Regions from separate parts of the Hordeum vulgare genome. Here region 1 is linked to region 2. The links are chromatin contacts, called in public Hi-C maps. All regions are on one chromosome and are shown on one strand. The core of a region is the stretch at or near the end of the contact, and the rest is flanking DNA. Distances in the headings are between cores, read along the strand shown.

What was found. Hi-C and Micro-C count contacts between places; a contact is called where the count stands out from the background.
Region 1: a contact with region 2 is called in a Hi-C map of leaf, with 3 times the contacts expected there. The contact joins the promoter of LOC123425281 here to the promoter of LOC123425276 in region 2. A contact is called at or near these places in 4 of 6 Hi-C or Micro-C datasets (leaf and seedling) and 1 of 1 datasets of contacts at active chromatin or transcription factors (embryo).

Annotation. Positions count from the first base shown.
Region 1 is chr2H:96,071,677-96,074,607 of MorexV3_pseudomolecules_assembly, reverse strand. LOC123425281 reads left to right here and starts at 1,527. Exons shown (of 4, transcript XM_045108957.1): 1 at 1,527-1,863; 2 at 1,990-2,359; 3 at 2,784-2,904. The coding sequence starts at 1,822. The coding sequence ends at 2,884. LOC123425283 (vacuolar protein sorting-associated protein 27) reads left to right here. Exons shown (of 10, transcript XM_045108959.1): 10 at 53-421. The coding sequence ends at 144.
Region 2 is chr2H:95,777,982-95,781,095 of MorexV3_pseudomolecules_assembly, reverse strand. It overlaps LOC123425276 (protein WEAK CHLOROPLAST MOVEMENT UNDER BLUE LIGHT 1-like), which reads left to right and starts at 1,334. Exons shown (of 3, transcript XM_045108953.1): 1 at 1,334-1,584; 2 at 2,863-3,114. The coding sequence starts at 2,890.

The DNA.
Region 1 (2,931 bases), core at 278-2,777, 290 kb before region 2:
TTGCTCAAATTGACAGTGATAGGATGATGACGTTGATGAACTTTTTGAGCAGGGGAAACTCCTTTGGATTGTGCCCCGCCCATGCTGCAGTACAAAATGCGGCAGCGGGTGGAAGAGCTTGCGGCGTCACAAAGACCTGAGTGAGGCAGGAGATGATATTTGGGCTCTTCTGCTGGCTGCCCCTCTTTCGATGTGCCAACGACGATTTGGAAATAAAACACTCGAGGGGTTGGGTGATTCATTTGGGTATCACACCATCATCACCATCATGTATTAATGTTGGAATGTCACAGCCTCACAGGGTGTGGTTGTTTGATCCTGAATAAGTTGTTCTGCCCAATCTTCATAATTTCTTCTTGTATTTATGTTTCGCAATCATGACTTCTTCCCCAGACTCAATGTACACTAATACTACTCCCTGGTGCCCATGTTGAAACGTAAATGACGTTTCTGGCATTATTGATATGTCGCCAAACACAAAAGCTCTAGCCAATATTTCATCTTGCGAGATGGTACTCTGTCTGTGAACGCGAGGGCATATAGTATAATATATTACGAGGGAATTTGTATTATTATGAGAGATGAGAAGACGTTGATATTTTGGTAGTACTGCACATTGTTTCACATGGGTGATTGAAATGGTTTCTCCTTTTCCGAGATGGTGCTTCGTTGGTGAACGCGAGGAAGCATATAATATTAGTACAATTGAATTTGTTTCTTGATGAAAAGATGATTATATTTTGGTAGTGCATTGTTTCACATGGGTGATTGAAACGGCTTCTTCCTCTCCTTGGAGGTAGTTGAGTCGTACTCCATTTGTTTTGCATTATATATACAGGAGTACTAGTCGCTGCATGGATTAAAAGAGTGTATTATTATTTCAGGCGCTGTCCATGTCACCTCGCACCCCCTGGTTTTGAGCCCACAAGGCCACCACGCGGGTGAAGTCAGAGCTCGTCACAGCCTCGTCAGCGCCGCCGCGGCGACGCAGATCTTTTCAGCGCGCCGGCGAAAATATCTCGGGGTCCGTAGTCTTATCCGTCTTCCTCGCCGATCTTGTCTCTGACCGGACGCAGCTCCGCTCTGTCGAAGATAGCGACCACCGAACTCATCGGCGACCGCGACAGCCTAAAACCATGATGATCAACCATGGATAGAAGTAGAAGTGGATAGCACCCGACCCTTCTCGTAAAAGAAATCGCGGAAACGAAACCAAAGCAAAGCAAGGCGGTGGCACTAACCTGGCTTCTTACGCATCTGGTCGTCTAATTAGCTGAGAAAGGGATCAAAAAGATGGCGCAGAATAACACAAGTTGCTATAAGGACAAAGGTTGGACCGACGTCACGACAGTTACCGGGCCATGCCCACATTCGAAACCAAAACCTTGTTAGTACCATCGACCGGAAAAATATCATCGTCTCTTTTTTGTTTGGTTGGGTCGGGGAAAAATATCCGGAGCGTTTTCTTCTTAGTACCAGACGCGAGATGGTGGTGCCTGAAAATATCTTTGGCCGCAGTACCATCGTCGAACCGTCCGGATCGGAATAAACAAGCCACGAGGTAGGCGGTGCAGCGCGGCGAGACTCCCTCCCTCCCACCTGCCCGCACGCGCGAGCTGACACTGTGGCGGATATTTACCGCGCCACCGGAGGCCACGTGGAAAAGCGGCGCCACGAAGGAAATAAAAGAGAAACGTCCGTCGGCCGGCCGAGCCGAGCGCCTCTAGCATTCGAGATCTTTTCTCTTTTCTCTCACCTCCCTCCCTCTCCCTCTCCCTCTCCCTCTCTGGTTGGTGGTGAAGTTGAAGGAAGGAGACGACGATGGAGGAGGTGGACGGTCTCCGGGAGCTCGCGCGCTTGCCGGTAAGCGCCCTCCTCCTTCTTCTTCTTCGTCGGTCTAATTACCTGCGGATTTGTTGGGGACTTGGGGTTGTTGTGTGGGTCTGAATCATGGGATTCATGGAGCTGTTTCTTTCTTTATTCTGGCAGGACGTGATGGTGGTTTGCTCGTCTGCCGGATGGACGGACCAGAAGCACATGCTCTACCTGGGCTTGTTGCAGGAGTCGTTCGTGAACCGGTTGCACGACGGTGAAATCGGCTTCAGGGGGCTCTTCCATCTCTCCCCAGGACCAAGAGCTTCTACGCCCAAGCAACCGTCCAAGGCTGACAGAGCAAAGGTTGGGCAGGGCAGACCACCTTGCTGCGGGAATCATGGAGACGGAGAAACGATTTCTATGGAAGAAGAAGATGATGATGCATCATCACAAGTCTCCGGCTCGCAATCAAGTGCGACGACCTCTCGACCATCTTCCCCGTGCCATTTTGGCAAGCGCGGATGTTCCCCTTCTAGCACCGCAGGTACGTTGTTTCTCAGAGATATGATCTCGTATCTGTGCATATCGCGCTAGTTCAACTTATGTCTGTCCTGAATAAATAATTTTTTGCGGCACCGACTAGTTCATCCATAAATAAACTTATGTCATCCTGTCAGTCCTTCTACTCCATTGATGCACATGCACTCGGGGTTGATACTTGGTACCACCATTAGTTCTCATTGATGCACATGCTTGTTTGCTGTAGCTTGTTAGGTACCCCCTCTTAAACAAACGTAAGACGTTTTATAGGTCACTGAAGTATCGTAAAGCGTCTTACATTTGTTTACAGAGGTGGTACGAGATTATGAATAGAGGTCTTCAAACTAGTCTGTTTCCTTAGAGTTGGCTGGGCCTGGGTGACATTGTAAGTAAGATCCTTACGCGGGGACTACTCTGCATTTCATCAGAGGGATCGGATCAGAACTTCGTTGACGAGGAAACGATTGCGAGGGAAACCGGAGAATCAAGAGGACGACCGCTCAGCAACAAGCGACTCAAAGTCTGCTGACCGCTACTATGGATGATCAAGTAAATGAGAAAACAAATATCCCCACC
Region 2 (3,114 bases), core at 85-2,584:
CCAGACTCTGAAAAATGCCCTGCCTACCCACACACACACCGGCGCCCGGCCCAGGAGTCGGGGGACCAGCAGGCGGGCGTGTGCGGTGCGGTGGTGTAGCTGGGGCACGGCCCCCCCGTGTCCCCGCCTCTCGCTTCAACCCGGAGGTTGGAGCACGCGGACCGCGCCGGAGCCATCCATCCATCCGCCCGCGCCGTCGCCGCCTGCCCCTCCGGCCGTGTCAGCTCCACGTCCACATGCGTGTCGCCGGCTCGCCGTCGCCACTCGCCACTGGATTGCTACAACCTGTTTGTTTGCTACTCCCGTCACAGGCTCCACGACGGCGACGGAGACGGGCTCTTCCGCGTGCCGACGAGAACGTGTTCGCTGGCGCCGCGATCTCTGCCCAGCCACCCAGCCAGCACATAATTAGCCTCTCGCAGCGGAAGCGAAAATGTGGGACATCTCCGTCAAATAATTCAGCGATTTTTGTGTCACCTCCAAAGTCCAACGGCTCCACGTCCAGGCTCTAGCACGTCACGCTCGTCCGGCCTACGTCTCGATCTTAGCGAGAACGGACGGAGGATGCGTCGCGTCAGGTCGCCGTTTTCGCTCACCGAAAGCCTCGCTGCTGCTGGAATCTCTCTGCCCTTTCCACCTTCCACGCCAAATCCCCCACGGTTTATTTAGGAAAGTTATGATCATTATTATCGTAAATGAGCGGTGCGTACATGTGAGATACGTATGCTAGTTACAAAAATGTCTCAACTCCATTCAAAGCCACTAGTTCTACCTCCAAAAAGCCTTTAAACAGTTCGAGTTCGACTGCTAACTAAACTGCAGTACCGGCACAATATATCCACCAGGCTTTCCGTTTGACACCTCGTATTTGTTGAAAATTTTAGATCAGTACTAAGCGCAGTCAACATCCTATGATATATTGTACTCTAGTCTTTATTTTTATGGGTATGATATATATTGACATTTTGATGCGTGGTCAAACTGTCATCAATTGTGAACAACACGATCCCAAAATCCACAAATACAAAAGTTTGATAAGATAACACGTAAATCAAAATTGCTCTCCATGCATAATCCATGGTATTGGTACGGTGCAATCTTGATCGCCGATACTAGCCCACCGCCCACGGTGACCCACCAATTGGCCGCCCCCCAAAATCCAGCTTAAAATCGTCTCCTAAAAAATCCATCCTAAAATCAGCACCTGTGAGTAGATTGAAAAACCAGTTTTCGAACAAAACGAACAAAACGAACAAATCCACGGTGACACCCTTAGTTTTCGAACAAAACGAGAGGGGCTCTCCGCCAAAAAAAAGGAGTCCCACTCCCATCCGCTCCTCGCACGCAGTAATCAAATCCCAATCCCAGGTGTGAAGTGTCCGACCGTCCAGTGGACTCACGGGCCGGACAAAAACCCAAGCACACGTACACCACACCTCTCCTTCTCCTTCTCCCTCCCCTAGAGGAGAAGAAGAAAAGAAGGAAGCCAGAAATCGCGAGCACCAAGACCGGAGATCCGAATCGCCGCGAAAGGAGGCCCCCGATCGCTTCGTCCGCACGCACGACCCCCGCCCGCGCGATCGAGTAAGCTTCCTCCCCTCCCGCTTCAATCCGCCATTAATCTCTCCTGTTTCAGCACGTCTGGGCTGCGGCGGCCTGCCGAGTTCTTGATTCTTCGTCCGATGCGAGATTGGGCGACGGTTTCTGCGGTGCTTTTCTCCGTTTAATTTTCGAGGTTTTTCCTGTCGGTTTCGTTCCCGTGGATGTACAGTCAGTTGCAGGAAGAATCTAATTTTGGTCTGGGACTGAGGTAGCAGCCAACCAAAGATGGAAATCCCCCTTGTAGTTCGTTCCGTGGATTAGTAGGACAACTCGGTCTCGTTGTGCCATGATATCATGGGCGGTCCGGCAAGAATTTTTCAGTTTTTTTTTTTGGGGTGTTTTCGTCCCTGCGTGGAAGAAGAGCGCTAGAACCCCACTGCCATAAAAAAACTCTCTGTTTTATTTAAAGCCAGTTAGTTCAGTAGTACTACTAGAACTTCAATAAATATTTTACCTTGCTAGGTACAGTTAGTCATATAATCTTATTTATTAATACTACGTGTTATACTAGTTGGGTCTGTTCAATCATATTTAATACTATTATACTATCTAGGATTAGATTACCAATGAGGTCATGCCAAAATATGAGCCTGTACGGAGATGAGAATTTTTTTCTCCTGGAAGTCAAACATTCAAGTTTGGTTGATGCACATAGGAGTATAGGACTGACCATGATTTGAAGGAATTATGACCGAACATGATTGGAATGATTCGGCTCATAATTGTCACAAATAATAATGGTGTTGGGACAAGGAATTTTGCTATCCCTGCTCCATTATGACATAGTTTTAGGAGCTATAAAAATGGCATGCTTTATTTGGTTGCTTACTTTGGCTCTTTATTTAGAAAAGATGGTTTTAGGTCATGCATACATAAGGTTGGGTGCAAAAAGTAGCTGAATTATTGCAGACAGAAAGCAGGTAAGGTGTCAGTCGGTGGCAATGATTAGTGCATGTAGGGCAGGATCAGTAAAGTTCTTTTGGTGACTGCATATACATTTGGTGCACATAGTCATCGGTTGTTATTGCAGTTTTGTTGTCTCTGCTCCCCTTGGAACATGGATAGAGGCTTGGCATTGCAAAATAAGTTTGGGCTAAATGTTTGACAGCCTCACAATTGTTTTATTTCACACCACTCGGAAAAATCTAATGATAATGCTACTTCCCTCAAGTAATGCAGTGTACTCTTCTGGCTTGCTTGAATTTGTGCTATTATTCGTGTCTTGTAACATGATACTCACTTTCATTACACAATCTTTAGGAGCGAAACAGAGTGGAGGCCTGAGGAATGGAGTCGACTCATGCATCTGAAGAAAACAACTCAAAAGAGTCATCTCTGGTACAAATTCCAGAAACTTATGTGGATTCACCAACTCTGGAAGTCAGTAGCAATGGTGTTCACGAAAATATAAACGCAAACATGGAAAAGTCAGCTCAAGCAGCCACATCGGGTATCTCTAATGGTCTGCCAGTTGCTGCCAATGATTCGGAGTTATCTTCACACTCACAGGTA